Linked DNA regions of Mus musculus: region 2 is linked to region 1. The links are chromatin contacts, called in public HiChIP or PLAC-seq maps. All regions are on one chromosome and are shown on one strand. The core of a region is the stretch at or near the end of the contact, and the rest is flanking DNA. Distances in the headings are between cores, read along the strand shown. Region 1 has its middle 62 kb from the start of Gm33337. Region 2 overlaps Gm33677 (predicted gene, 33677).

The links. HiChIP or PLAC-seq counts read pairs in DNA pulled down with a chosen protein or histone mark.
Region 2: an H3K27ac HiChIP or PLAC-seq map of regulatory T cells shows a contact between it and region 1, with 5 times the contacts expected there. The contact joins two enhancer-like sites. A contact is called at or near these places in 4 of 115 datasets of contacts at active chromatin or transcription factors (embryonic basal ganglia, extraembryonic endoderm stem cells, large pre-B cells and 1 more).

What each region holds. Positions count from the first base shown.
Region 1 is chr10:118,650,050-118,657,954 of GRCm38.p6, reverse strand. No RefSeq gene overlaps it. Among named protein-coding and RNA genes, the nearest start is that of Gm33337, 62 kb to the left of the region's middle. Within about 2 kb of position 3,549, at least 8 of the 459 cell types and tissues checked have an H3K27ac peak or open chromatin away from gene starts, as enhancers often do.
Region 2 is chr10:119,037,014-119,044,918 of GRCm38.p6, reverse strand. It overlaps Gm33677 (predicted gene, 33677), which reads left to right. Exons shown (of 4, transcript NR_152787.1): 3 at 541-651. Among named protein-coding and RNA genes, the nearest start is that of Gm33677, 9.5 kb to the left of the region's middle. Within about 2 kb of position 4,533, at least 40 of the 459 cell types and tissues checked have an H3K27ac peak or open chromatin away from gene starts, as enhancers often do.

The DNA of each region.
Region 1 (7,905 bases), core at 2,300-4,799:
TGATCCTGTGTAGGTCTTGTGCAGGCATCCACAGCTGCTATAGATATATGAGTAAAATGGTCCTGTAAGATACAGAAAACACCATTTGTTTTGTTTTGGGTATTTTTTTTTGTACCTGTCTTCCCTAATAGCCTACAATCTTTCTAACTTCTTTCACCATGTTCTCTGAGCCAAAGGAGCTTAAGAGAGAGAGAGAGAGAGAGAGAGAGAGAGAGACAGAGACAGAGAGACAGAGAGACAGAGACAGAGAGACAGAGAGAGAGAAACAGAGACAGAGAGACAGAGACAGAGAGAGACAGAGAGAGATAAAGAGAGACAGAGAGACAGAGACAGAGAGAGATAAAGAGAGAGAAAGGGACAGACATACAGACACAGAGAAAGAGAAAGCTAAAGAGAGAGACAGAGATTGTGTACTTGCCAAAGTAGATACAATAAGTGAGTCCAAGGTTTAGTGCTGTCATGAGCTGGATATAGGCCTGCTTGATCCACAGCCACGATGGCAGCGGAGGGTGTTTTAGTTAGGATGACTTTTGCTATGATGAAACCTCGTGACTAAAAGCAAGTGGGGAAGAAAGGATTGATTTGGTTTACGATTCCACATCACTGTTATTCATCGAAATAAATCAAGAAGGAAGTCAAACAAGGCAGGAACTGATGCAGAGGCCATGGAGCGTGCTGCTTACTGGCTTGCTCCCCATGGCTTGCCCAGCCTGTTTTCTGATAGAACCCAGGACCATGAGCCAAAGGATGGTCCTATCCACAATGGGCTGGGCCCTCCCTTGTGGATCAATAATTACAAAAATACTCTATAGGTTTGCCTACTTACTACCTGATCTTGTGGGCACATTTTCTCAATTTTGTGGTTCTTTCCTCTCATATAACTATAGCTTGTGTCATGTTGATATAAAACTAGCCAGGACAGAACAGTTTCCTTGAAAGGAGAGAGCAAGCTCGTGAGGTAGCCTTGTGGGGGTGGGTGCCCAGAGGTTATCCCCTGAAATACAGAGTCTCTGGCCCCGTGTTAGGAAAGACTGCCTCAAATATTTGTGAGTTGCCTTCAAGCAAACTTTCCAGTTGTACTGATGAATAATTAGCATACTAATCTCTCCCCAGCCTCCCTTTACCACCTCCCTTTTTTCCTCCCCCATTCCATCCCACTCCTCTACTCCCCCCCCCCTTTTCATTGATTTTAGATAGGATCACAATCTGTAGCGACAGTTGACCTCAAATCCATGCTCCATCTGCCGCAGCTTCCCAAGTACTCGGATCACAGATGAATGGAACCACACCCAGCTTTTCACTCTCTTCTCTCCATCAGACAGTCGCTTGGCCATGTACTTGGATGCCCTTTCCTAGTCAAGCAAACCCTTCAGTAAATCTTTCCTGCATTTGTTTCCTGAGTCTCGCTGTAACCTAATTAAAATCAATCAACAATCGTCATAGCACAGGCTTTGAGTGCTAGGCTCTCAGTTCCGAATATCTTTACTGAGAATCCTAGGTCGTGGCTTTTAAAAATTGGCTTTCCTCAAAGACCTAGGTTAGGGAAAGGAGAGAAACATAGCCATGCTCTTTGCTGCTTTGAAGCTGGGCAAGCTGTTCTCTGCCTTCCCATATGATCAGCAATTCCATATGGATCGAGTTTCCTTGTCTCTCTACCCTCTGAGCCCTCACCAGGCTTGCCTCTAGCACTCTGTTTCCCACATTCCAGGCTTTCCCTAACTTTTGCTTTCAAACTCTTTCACCCTCTGCCTCCTACTTATCTCAGAGCTGGCTTCTACCTTTTCAGGTTTTTTTTATAGCAGCTGCCCAATTTCTTTGGTGCCTTTCTGTTTCTACAACATAATACTTGAGGTAAGATACGTTGTTTAGAAGTTTATCTAACTTGTAGTTTTAGAGGATAAAAGTACAAGATAGGTCTGAGGCAAGAGAAAGACAAGAGAACCCAAGGGGCGGTGAGATGGGAAAGAAGCCCCTTCATTTGGGATTTCATTTGTCTCTGCTGTTGAGAATTTTAACACAACTGATCAAGGTAAAACTGCCTAGGACATTAGGTGTGTTTCCTGTGGATGTCTCAAACTACAGTGTTAAAACAACAAAGCCACTGAGTTACTCAGGTCCAGAATGTTGGTAATCCAAGTTTAGCATATTAGTTTTCCTGTCTCATCTCTAAAGCTAGTAAGTAGGCTTCAGGTGGTTTGAATATGATTGACCCAGGGAGTGGCACTATTAAGAGGTGTGGCCTTGTTGGAGTAGGTGTAGCCTTCTTGGAGGAACTGTGTCACTGTGAGGGGTGAGGGTGAGCTTTGAGAGCCACTTGCTGGCTGCCTGGAAGTCAGTCTTCTCCTGTTTGCCTTCAGAACTAGATGTAGAACTCTCAGCTCCTCAGTGCTATGCCTGCCTGGACACTGCCATGCCTCCTGCTGTACTGATAATGGGCTGAACCTCAGAACCTGTAAGCCAGCCCCATTTAAATGTTGTCCTTTATAAGAACTGCCCTGGTCACTCATGGTGTCTCTTCACAGCAATGAAAACCTTAACTAAGAAAACCACCTTACAATCTGGTTGATAAAAAGAAAAAAATTTTTTAGATAAGAAAATGAGTTGACCAGCTCATGTATTTTTATGAGAAACTTAGAGCAATTTATTTGCAATTGCCCCACGTTCAAAACACATTTGGATGACTAAGGCGAACAGACATACAAAGAGCAGGTTGTCCACATAGTATTATACCACTTGACAGCTGAAAGAGCCAAGCTATCCATACACGTGATAAGATGGATGACTCTTGGATATTATAATGATCACAATCAACCAGGTACCAAAGACTGCGTAGATATGGCTGGATAGACCCAGTAGTCCATATATTTTCATTTAACTTTTAAACTTTGTAAATCAGATCTTCTAATCAATGTGATGCAGAAAGCCCAGGAGTGTGTGTGTGTGTGTGTATGTGTGTGTGTGTGTGTGTGTGTGTGTGTAAAACAGGGTCAAGAATAGAGCCATTGTAAAGACACCTGAGCAGGATTCTCTCCGGTTGCTGGAATCTACACCTTGGGATTGTCTTGTCCTTTCCAACCCTCTGGGTACCTAGTTAATAAACTCTATAGCTTTGCTTCATTCTGGCTCATCCCGAGTGGTGGTCCCTCAGCAGAGAAGGAAACTCCCTAGGCGACCGCTGGCTATGTCGGGTGATGTCTCCCTCTGTCACTGGTGACAGAGTGAGTCCATGGGTTTAGTTTCTAATGAGGGCCTCATAGCAGGTGGCACCATGATAAGAAGTAATGATTTCATGGTAAACAAGAAGCCAGAGAGTGATATATCAAACCCACTGTGTGAGAACTAATTGGAGTCTCACACAAACTATCCTGGTCCCTTCTGGGGTAATCCTTCCTCATGATCTAACCACCTTTTTCTCGAACCAACTTCTTGAGCTTCCACTCCAACCAAGACATAAACTCCTGGTGCTTGAAATGTAGTTGGAGACAATGGAGAAATATCTCCTCAAACATCTCTCTTTAAATAGCCACATACGCCCCAGCTTGCGAGACGCACCAAGGAGTCTGAAAGCAAGAACACCTGTTAATATTTATTTTTAGCTCAGCATACTTCAGAAAGCCCACTTCCAGTTTAATATTTTCTTCCACAGACAAGTTTTTAAATGCTGATTTGAAGCATCATTGAAAGAGATCTAGATGAAAGAGGTCAAAGGAAGTTTTAAGCAATTTTTACAATTCAAGTTTTCATTCTTGATATCTTTTTTTTTCTAATTAATTTTTAGGTGAAGTGTGTGTGTCCTAGAGTCTGTATGTGTTTTCTGCAATTTTCTTTTCTTTTTAGGGAGGCTCTTTTTCTCTATTTGTTTGTCTTGTCCTAGTTGGGTTTGTTTGCTTTTGTACCGCATTATGAGTTCAGATGTCTGCCTGTATTCTAGTGTGGTCTTGGATGTGTGGGGAAGAGGCGATGATCTAAAAGGAATCTGGGGAGGGGAACTGTAATGCTGTTTCTGAATATTCTGTGTGAGAAAAAATATCTACCTTTAATTTTTAAAAAATCATACAAGGTAATAGGTTCCCTCACGTCTTCACGGTCACGTGTCAGCATGCCTTTCTTTAATCGTTCCCTTCCTCCTGCCTCCCCCAATCTTTGTTTCTTCAGGTTTTGTTGTTTTCCAGCCTTCAGTTATTTTTCTTCTTACCAGATCTCATGGACAGGCTTAGAGAGGGCAACATTAATCTGCAGGGAAAATCCAGTGATATCAAATAACTTTTCTTCTTCTTCTTCTTCTTCTTCTTCTTCTTCTTCTTCTTCTTCTTCTTCTTCTTCTTCCCCTTCTTCCCCTTCTTCCTCTTCTTCCCCTTCTTCCCCTTCTTCCCCTTCTTCCCCTTCTTCCCCTTCTTCCCCTTCTTCCCCTTCTTCCCCTTCTTCCCCTTCTTCCCCTTCTTCCCCTTCTTCCCCTTCTTCCCCTTCTTCTTCCCCTTCTTCCCCTTCTTCCCCTTCTTCCCCTTCTCCCCTTCTCCCCTTCTTCCCTTCTCCCCTTCTCCCCTTCTCCTTCTTCTTCTTCTACTACTAAGAGTGTCTGGTAAGAGTCTCCAAAGCTTTTCTGTTGCAAAATAATGGATTGTTTTTAAAGAATCCTACGACTCCATTCCAGTTTGGACAAAGTGCTGTTGTTTATCTAAATACAGTTCTTAGACCATGCTTTCCTTCAGTTAGTTATGTCAACAGCTTGCTGCCTATCTCAGCCCCAAAGTGGGATCACACAGGAGTAATAAATCACTTCTTCCATCCCTGCAGTAGTACTTGACCCTCCTCCTCTCCAGAGCTGATGAAAGCTGCAATCAATGTGTGCGAGCTGTCTATCAGCTTGGTCTGCGGGACTCTGGAAAGCATGTGGCCCTGTGGAGTGGGAGAGCAGGGTGCGGGTCAGTCTACTTTCAACACTGCAGCAAGCCAGCTGATGAAGCAGAAGATGCACAGGTCACTTCCCCAGTCAGAGCACTAGAACCAGCCTAGTGGGACAGTCGTGACTAAGACATACCAAAGTTAGCGTGATCTTTCTCTTCGTGCTCTTGAAATGCACAAGTAGCTGTGCTCAGATTAGCCAGGTGGACATTCCTTCTGTGCACTGTCTAGATGGAAAAGCAATGCAGGAAGCAAAACAGCAGAGGGAGAATACAGATAACAAGCAGCAGGTGAGTCTAGACAGACAGTTGTTACTAAATAGCACACACGATTGTAACTAATGGACAGTTGTTACTACTTAGCACACACTGTTGTAATGGCAGCGTGGAAGAAATGCTACAGGCAGGACATTAGTATATGTTCTATTTGGCTATCTACTGCTGTGATAAAATGCTCTGACCAAAAGCAACCTAATGGAAGAAAGGATTCATTTGGTTTATACGTTCAGGTTACAGTCAATTATTGAAAGAAGGTGAGGCAAGAAATCAAGCAGGAACTGAAATAAAAACAATAAAGACAGCTGTTTATTGGCTCACTCTCTGGCTCATTTTCTTATATAGTTCAGGAACCTCTGCCTAGGAATGGTAGCACCCATAGTGGACTGGGCCTTCCTACATCAATTAATGATCAAGCTAATAATTTACAGACAAGCCCACAGGCCAATGTCATATGGACAGTTCTTCCATGCGACTTTCTCCTCTAGTGATTCTAAATTGTATCAAGTTGTTAGCTGAAGCTAAGTAGGGCAATTGGATTTTCTTTCCAGAATGATACAAATGTTCCATGCAGCTACCTTGAACCTTCTACCATGTTACTGCTGCCACCATCTTCCCGATTTCCATTTTGGTCATGCCCTTTTGGACTCTTCAAATCACAAAGGCCCCAATGAATCAGGCATCGTCTCCAGTTTTACGCAGCTGGACTCCCTTAACCCCAGTGGAGCGAGGCGATGCTTTTCTAAGGCTTAGTAATTTGGTTTAATAAAAAAGGGAAACTTGGCTGAGCCTGGTTATCACAACAGATAAGAGAGTTAATAAGAGTGTTAGAGAGTTAGTTAGGGTACTGCCTCAGCCCCATAAAAATTTCACAAGGTTGAAATTAGGGCAAAGCTCAGCATGCAAGATGAGCCGGAAGAGGACTCTTAGAGCAGTGGTTATTAATATCTGCTGAATAACCTGACCTTTGTTGCTGTAAACAAGAGCAGATAATTACACGTCCATCCTAAGAGCAAATCTGAGATCAAAATTGAGGCATTTGTCAAAGGGGGATGGAAAAGTAATTTGTACTGAAATGAAACGTGGAGCTTCGCTTAGTATCTGACAGCATCAGTCCTTGTCAAGGAAGATTGGTTGATTTAGGTAATGATTGTAATTAGCATTCTGGTCTATCAGGGCACACCCCCCCCCGTTTTCTGGAGGGGGCAGCACGGAGGCAGTGTGATGTAGAAAAATAGCTTTTAGGAAGGACTTGCTCCCCTCCCTTCCCTTGCCTGGGTTGGCTCTCCTCAGAGTCAGCGCCAATGTGAAAGACAGTCCGGGCAAATAAGGTGACACCTACCAGACTGGAACCACTCTCCACCACAGCTCCACAGACAGGTGTGAAATCACACAGCCCTCAGAGGAACCATTAGGATAAGGTTGTTTACAGTTACAGTCTCACTGTGGGCTCTGAACACTCTGCTCCTGAAGGCAAGATTTTTTTTCCAGTGAGACAAATGTCTTAGGATTACCAATGTGCAAAACAATTCATTAAATGTGTATGTATGTGTGTATATGTATATGTATGTATATGTATATGTATGTATATGTATGTATATGTATGTATATGTATATGTACATGTACATGTACATGTATATGATGTATATGTATATGTATATGTATATGTATATGTATATGTATATGTATATGTATATGTATATGTATATGTATATGTATATGTATATGTATTTATACACATACATTTGTATATGTATATATACACACATGCATATATGTGTGTACACATACATAAATATGTGTATATATACATACATATGTGTGTGTGTATATATGCATGTGTGTATATGTATATTTATATGTGTATATGTATATATATATTTCATATTTGTTAGAGTGGCTTATAGGCCATGGTCCAGCTAGTCTAACAATGGCTGTTTACCAACTAAAGGTCCAAGAATCCAGTAATTCTTTAGTTCACAAGGCTGGATACCTCAGCTGGTCTTCAGCATAAGCTAGAATCCTAAAGATGCAGGCTCTAATGCTAGCAAAGGAAAGGACTTGCTAACAAGAGTGGAAGCACTCAGGCAAAGAGTGCTTTTTCCTTTTTCCTCGTGTTCCATGTGTTTTATCTAGGCTGCCAGCAGAAGGTGTGGTCCAGATGGATCAGGGATCTTCCCACCTCAAAAGATCTGGATTAAAGGTATATCTTGAGCGCACCTTCGATTTCAGCACTCTGGAGACAGAGGCAGGTGGATTTGTGTGAGTTTGAGGACAGCCTAGTCTACAAGCAGAGCTCTGGGACAGTCAGGCCTGTTACACAGAAAAATCCTGTCTCTCAAAACAAACAAATAAACAAACAAAAGATGTATCTTAACACCTCAAAAGATCCAGATTTAAAATAGGTCGTTCCACTTTAAATAATTTAATGAAGAAAAAAAAAAGTCCCTCGTATGTGTACCCAGTTGCTTGGGTTTCTGTTAATTCCAAATGTGGTCAAGTTGACAACCATGAATAGTCATCATGTGTGGTTTCCTCTATAGGGGCACAGTAAGGATTAAATTTACTTTAACCCTTAAGATGCCATAGGTGCTAAAAGCAGTGTGCCGGCAAACTGCAGGAGCCTCCTCTCCTCTGCCTCTCAGATCTGTAAGGAGTACATAGAAAAGCAGAGGCATCTCGTGTGCAGAGTCTGCAACACACTATCTGCAAACCTGGTGCGAGCTG
Region 2 (7,905 bases), core at 3,284-5,783, 390 kb before region 1:
TTAATTGCTGAGCCATCTCTGCAGCCTGCATGTTGGATTTGTATGTGACTTGAATACTATGTATGGAGAAAGCCCAACTGAGCTCACTGCAAGAGAATTTACATTGCCCAGTGGCTTAGTATTTGCAAACCTGTTTGCTGCATGCTGGTACCCAGGATAACTGACTGACTCTAAATGTCACAATAGTTCGGGGTTTTTAAATCCCAGGGCTTCTGTCTAGTTTAACAAACTAGAATCAATTCTACACTCTTTTTCCTGCAGACATTCTGTCCTTAGGGTTGGAAATCATGATCACTCAGACACCAAAATAGTTAAGAATCAAGAATCAATCAACCCCTTCCCCCACTCCTGCCCACCTCAATTTTAGAAAAGAACAGGAGGATAATTTCTGAATATTAATGCCAGGACATGAAAGCCAGACTCAGTCTCCGGAGGCCTGTTTATAGTACTTGAACCCAATCATAGCATTTGAGACTGTATACTCCCACATGCGCCTGGACAATGAAAGAAAAGAAAAATGTACTTTTCCCCCCCAAACAGCAGCTGGAAGGCAAGCTATCTTTAAGTAAGGAGCACACCTCCGTTCTTCCCTGAAGGAGATTGTCACCTAGCTCTCAAGCCTGCCTGTGACGATGCCTCATCAACCTGCAGGTGAGAAGCCTGGAGCGCCTTCCCTGATGCCTGGCAGATGGTGAGGGACCTGTTATTTGTACTCTTAATTTTTACTTGATGGTCTATTTTATGTACATGAAGTTCCATGGAGAGGTGGGGGGGGGAGAGAGAGAGAGAGAGAGAGAGAGAGAGAGAGAGAGAGAGAGAGAGAGAGAGAGAGAGAAAGGGAGAGGAGAGAAGAGAGAAAGATATGAGAGGAGAAAGATATGAGAGAAGAAAGGATAGAGAGCAAGAGAGATAGGAGAGAGAAGAGAGGAGAGACAGGGAGAGAGGGAGAGAAGGAAAGAGAGAGAGCAGAGAGGAGAGACAGGGAGAGAAGGAGAGAAGGAGAAGAGAGAGAGCCAGGAGGGAGGGAGAGAGAGAGAGAGAGAGAGAGAGAGAGAGAGAGAGAGAGAGAGAGAGAGAGAGAAGATACGGATCTAGTTGTAGGCAAACCTTCAGGGCAATTTCTTATTTAGTGATTGGTGGGGAAGGGCCCCGCCCATTGTGGGTGGGGCAACCCCTGGGCTACAGCAGTCTTCTGGGAGCTTTAGGTGTTCTCTTCTGGCCACAGCCTTTCCTAGCTTGGAAGACTCTCAACACAGCATTTGGAGTGGTCTGGGATGTCTAGGAGCAGTGTGGGCACCGATGTGTATTCATAACTCCAGCAGGGCAGTGCTTTTTTCTTTCCAGATAAAAACTCTCTCTGTCTCTCTCTCTGTCTCTCTCTGTCTTTCTTTGTCTCTCTCTGTCTGTCTCTGTCTCTCTGTCTCTCGTTGTTAAAATAGGAACAATTGAGTTGGGTGTGGTCTCACTGTGTCTGAGACCAAGCTTGGAAGCGCTCTACCCCTTGGTAAAATTGCAGTTGATGACCAACTAACCAGAGTTCTGGCTATGTTGCTAAGTCCTTAGGTTTAGAAAGATGCCAAATAAGGCAGTCTTGGCAAGATCGAGTGTGCACTGGCCTTGCCCATGTGTACTGAGGGTGGGGCATAGGTAGAAGACAGGTACAGCTGACTGGTGTAATGGCCCGTAGCGTCCGTCTTGGCACTCACCTACAGCACACACACACAGAACGCTTTTTTTTTTTTTTTTCCATTTAACCCGTGTCACTGTGCACTTAGGAGATGTCTGCCTCAGGTTATTCCATGGAGACAGTGCCAAGAGAGGAGATCCCTGTTGAAGCTTGTAGTTACCATGGGCAGGAGGGTTGTATTTCACATGCCAAATGTGGCTCTGAAAGCTGTCTCATTTTTTTTTTCATTTTTTTGGGATGTGTCCACGTGTATGGCATGCATCCGTGTGTGCATGTTTGCAAGTGTGTGGTGTGCATGCAGGTGTGTGCGGGCGTGTGTGTATACACTCGAAGACCCGGGCCTGACATTGGGCATGGTTCTTGACAGTTTTCCATTGTATCTGTGGAGGCAATGTTGCTCACTTGGACCTGGACAGAGCTCACTACTTTTGTTAATCCAGCCAGCCAGCTTGCTCTGAGGACAGCCTGTCTTCACATCCTGCCAAGCTCTGGAATTTTTACCCATCTGCCATGTACATGGGCACCCTCACTGGGTACCCCGACTCTAGTTCTCGGGCTCCTGTGGCAAGCCCTTTCCCCATCGAGCCATCTTCATAGATCTTGTTTTGTTTTTATTGTTTGTTTGTTTTTAAAGGTAGCATCCAAATGTTATCATTTCATAGGCCTCCCTATGTTATACTTTCAGCTTTCTTATGCATTAAACAACAACAACAACAACTCTTAACCAAACTTAGAATTTTTTCAACCTTCAACAAGGAAAGAGAGTAGTTTTGATTTGTTTCATAACCATTTTTTTGATACCTTTGTTTTCTCAGTCCAGAAAATTAAAATGATTAAATACAAACTGAACACTCAGAGTTAAGTGTTCTATATTTTCTTTTTTAAAGATTTATTTATTTCCTATATGTGAGTACACTGTTGCTGTCTCAGACACACCAGAAGAGGGCATCGGATCCCATTACAGATGATTATGAGCCACCATGTGCTTGCTAGGAATTGAACTCTGGACCTCTAGAAGAGCAGCTAGTGCTCTTCACTGCTGAGCCATCTTTCCAGCCTCCATGGTCTATATTTTCACACCCTGGTTATCAGTGTGGTCACCTCTTCCTTTGTGTAATCTTAATGGTGACTGGAGTAGACATTCAGTTATTTCTAAAAGGTTCATTTTTAGTTTATATGTCCAGATGTTTTTTTCTGTGTGTGCACCACATGCTTACAGTGCCCAAGGAAGCCAGAAGAAGGCATTAGATCCTTGGAACCGGAATTACAGCAATCATAAGTCACCATGCGACACTGGGAATTGAACCTGGGTTCTCTGGGAGAGAAGTCAGTGCTTTAAACCACTGAGCCATCTCTCTAGACAGTTTTTAACCAAGAAAATGGTAAAAATGCCATTTGTACAAGTCTTTCATGTGTTAGAATGGTTGTAACAGTTACTGGGGGTTTTCAGGAGTTCTTTGTGTTTCTTAGATGATATTGGGAAATCAGGGTTCCCCCTTGGGGTTCTTAGTTTCAATGAAAGAATTGAACGAAGCTCAAGGCTAGTGTTATTAGTGTTTTTTAAAAAGCCCCAGGGTGGGCAGCTGTAAATCCCAGCAGCTGCCTGGAGAATGTCGGTGAAAAGGAGGTGGGGGTGGGCAAGGCCTGACATTTGAGTGGGAGGGGGCTTTAGAAAGAGCATGGAAGTCCAAAGTACCATGGTGTGTGTGTGTGTGTGTGTGTGTGTGTGTGTGTGTGTGTGTGTGTTTGCATGTGTGCTCACACACCTATACACAGCATGTACACAGACATAGGCACACTTAAGGCAGTGGCTCTCAATCTATGGGTTGAAATCCCTTGGGGGGGGGAGTGTCTAACAACCCTTTCACAGGGGTCACATGTCAGATATGCTGCATTTCAGATGTGTAGTACAACCACGTTATGCTTATCCCCAACTAGCTCACAAATAAATGAGACTCCGACTATGGTTATTTTACTTGGCGTTGATAATTACTGGGGGTCACCCTTAATCTACTCTTTTGACTGCTGGCCTGGCTACCTTCCCAGGGGTATAACCCCAGATACTTGCTGTTTCTCCTGGCCACATGCTCACGGTCCATCTCTTCTCTTGGAGGCTTCCTCTTCTCCCCTCATCCCTCCTCCTTCTCCTCCTGGTCCCCACCCCCTCCTTCTCCACTGCCAACCAGGTTACTCAAAACCCATCTACCTTGAATCCCTCCAGTAATTGGATTCAACCAATTTTATTTAACCAGTAGTTTTAAATCAAAGAATAAGGTTTGCACAACAAAAGCTTGTCAACTCTAGGGTCCAGACATTTGGGCACAGAATTTAGCATTACAATACATAACAACAGACCAAACTCAACACTGATATTACATTACGATTCATAACAGTAGCAAAATTACAGTTATGAAGTAGCAAGGAAAATCATTTTTATGGTCGGGGTGAGGGGTCCCCACAGCATGAGGAACTGTATTAAAGGGTTGCAGCATTAGGGAGGGTGAGGACCAGTGGCTGAGGAGTTAGCATCTAGAAGAAAGAGACAAAAGAAAGGAAAAGTTGCCCTTTCCTGAGGCAAAGAAGAAGGGCTGGGCTGAAAGTAGAATGGGTATCTGAACCATTCTCCCAGCTTCCCTCTCTCCCATGGTGATCCTAGGAAAATATTCCTCACAGTGATTCTGGGACCCACAGACATTTTGTGTCTGCCTCTCTGAATCATTTTCCCACCAGACACACCTAGAGCTGGAAAGAAGAGCAGCCTGGCGTGGGTCTGTTGGAGTGGTATTGTTAAGACTGTCTGTGTCAGCAAGGGCTGAGGTCAGAGCATATGTCACGTGTCCCTGAGGCTCACTCCGACACAACTGGGACAATGGTGAGACAACAGTGCCTAATCCAGCTGGAGAGTTGCTGAACACCCCGCAGCTGAGGGCCCCACTGCTTTCTAGCAGTAACTAGGGCTCTTTTATCAACCCCCAAGTCATGATTTCCCTCAATATACTAAATGTTTTAAAAAGAAGAAAGCCATTTTTAAAGGGCTGACACTCACAAACAGTCAAAAGCTGAAGTGGTACTCTTCCCCTCACAACACATTTTAAAGTTTTAGAAAAATCTAGAAAGGAAGTAGCCAGACTAAGGCACTTTCTTTATTTCTAAATCTTTTTTGTTTTGTTTTGTTTGTTTGTTTTTTCTGGATCTTAAAAAAAAAATGTATATGTGATCTTCAGGAAGGAAGGGGAAGATATTTATAGGCTGTTCCTGACTTCCTGTTTCTAAAGATAGTCTGCTAGTATCTACAATTTCTGTTCAGAACGTTGGCTCTACTTGCATGACAAAGGACGCAGTGTTCAGAGACCTCCCTTCCTCCCCACATCTTAGGCATTTGCTGCCATACTTATGAGGACCTTTGGAGTCCTGATTTAGGTGACTTATAAACCCCTCCCTCAGGGTGGGGGAGTAGGTTTACCATTGCCGAATCTCTTCTAGAGAGCCTCACTGCCTCAAGCAAAGACTGAACCTAAGGGTCTGTCCGGGTCCATCCATTCCTTGCTGGTGCTTGGAGTGCTTGTGAAAAGACGCCTGTCACATTTAAACTGACTTTAATATTATTTAAAGAAAAATGATTACCTACTGAGTTCAAAGCCATAGTTCAGACAGGAAAGGGGGTGGGCAGGTGGGTGTTTTTAGTGTTTCTTGAATGTATCAAAACTTCTTCAAAATCCTACAATGTGCCAATTCATTTGAGACTTCTTACCATTTGTTTCAAACAGGTAAGACTTTGTTGCCTCGAGTCTTCCAGAAGCAGAAGGCCCCTGGAGTCTTGGTTTATTTGGTAGGTCAGCCAGATGCTAATACTGGGGACCCTGCCCTATGTGTCCTTTGATTTAGCCCACAGATATATCTCTACCAAGATCAAGAATTGCTGACGACTACTGTAACAAAAAGGAGCAGCCATTGCCTGGGCTCACCTCTGAAGAGCTTAGAGGCACCGGCTGCCAGCAATGAGTGCTTGCAAGAGGGAGGGACTGCGCTCCTGGAAGGGGCGCCCGCCCAACCAGATGTGGGACTTGTGTCTGAGACCTGAGATGGGGAGGGGAGATAGGAGGACAGGACTAGATTGCTATGCAGGGAACACCTGCAGGCAGAGAGGACAAGGCCATGGAGGTACACAGAGAGGAGGAAAAATTCAGTGTCTCAGAGCATCTAGGGCAAATGCGTCCATTGTGACAGAATCAGCCCTGGGAAGACAGTCATAGGAAGGAGTGTGAATTCTCCAAATTGCTGAGGACAGACAGTGTTCTCCAGGCGACCCTCCTTTATCCCCTCTGGGTTTCTAGAACCCCATCCCTTGGTTCCCATCTTTTATTCATCGTATACCAGTTTTTGACATCTTTCTCCCCTCTGAGACCTATACCCCTTGGCTCTTCATGCCTCTTATAATTCGTTCACACTTTATAAGGTGGTTTAATTTAATCACAGGGCTTTAAATAGCATCTTCACCCCTGCACACTCAATTTATCCCTCGTCTTGACGTTTCCAAACAAATCGAGATTCCTAAGTCTGACTGATTCCTTGACCACTTTCATTAGCTGTCTGAGAGGCCACTGAGGCTCAGTCCTGGGCTGTGGTTATAGACATCCTACCTGGCATACCAGGACCACGGGTTTGATCCTGGAACACCCAAAGAAAACTAAACAAAACACGGTCATGATACGAATGACCATAGGCAACAGAAGACACTACCTCAAAAGACTTAAGCCATCCTGTAGAGTGTGGGTTCTGAGGTAAGGCTGGGGTAATAGAGACAAAGAGCCTTTTCTTCTACCCTTTGATGTTTAACGGTGGGTATTCGGGGATCAATCTGGCAAAGGCAAGCTTATAGGAGAAGGGGCTTGGTGGTACATGTCACATATGTGCAGGAGCATGCTTTGGTGAGTGATTTCAATAAGCTAGATAGTAAGAGCTGGATCTTGGAAACCTAACTCAGTGGGAGACCAGAAGGCAGGGAGAAGTAGCTGCTGTGTGAAGATCAAACATGTTTTTTTTTTTTTAAAGAAACATGTGGATCTGTAGGAGAGCAAGCGAGAGAAACCTAGTTTGTCTAGGTCCTGTCTTCTCATCTTCTTCATGGTCATGGATATCCACCACGGACCATGTCTATCATAGATTTAGCTCTCCTCTTTGCATCAGAGCCATTCTAAAAGGGGAAGTGTACGACAGCCTCAATTCCCAGAAATCTCTGTTTTTAGAGATAAGGCAAGCTTTCAAGAAACATTTCCCCTGCATCTGCTAGATATCATATGTCCTCGGTGTATCATCTTGCTTGCACCAAAGTCATAAGATTTGGAAAGTGGCGTGTCCTGATTCTGTCACTATGTCATCGCTTCAGTTGAGCATCGGTCAACTGAAAGTCATCTCAGTAGTCACAGTTAAGTCAGGCCTGGCGTAGCAACTGAGGCAACAACAGCTCCCTTTAGCAGCCTCTCTGCACACCTGCCCTTCCTCTGTTGTCTATTTTACTCTATTTATGTCTATTTATGAACTTATCCGTGACATTGGCTTTGCCTGGTGTAATAACAGCAAGCATGCCAAAACCATCAACAGCTAGAGTACAGGTACACAGAGGTTTGCTCTCAGCCCTCTCTGCAAGCCCTGAGGTTATTACAGAAACATGGCTAGGCTAGGTATGAGAAGAGGAGGCCCACATGTAGCAAAAAAGAAGACACTCTAGTGAGGTTGTCATCAACGAGGCAGCCTCCACGTAATTGGCTAGTTTACTCTAGACACATGGACATGTCCAACAAAGATTGGATCTTTAAATTCAGGTCAGAAGGACTTTTGGGCAATCAGAAGAGTCAGAGTAAATGACAGATAATGATTAGCTACCATTTATTAAACCATGCCTAATATTGGGGTGGTTCGTTGTGTAAAACACCCAGCACACACATGGGAAAGCCTTACTATCATTTATTGGAGAGGGTAGGAGGACACCCTGAGAGAGGCACTTAGAGAACTGCAGCTTCTCCAAGCCCAGTTCTGTGCCTGAACAACTTTCATTCCAGGAGTCCTGGAGCTGAGATTCATGTAGGTAGTTCTCATTGGATGTTTCTATGTTCCCCAAAGATGAGACCTGGTTCAAAGGCTGGTGTTCCTAGGCTGGTGCCAATACACCATTCGGTAGTGATGTTATCTTTTCTATGCTCAGAAGACTGTGGTAGGAC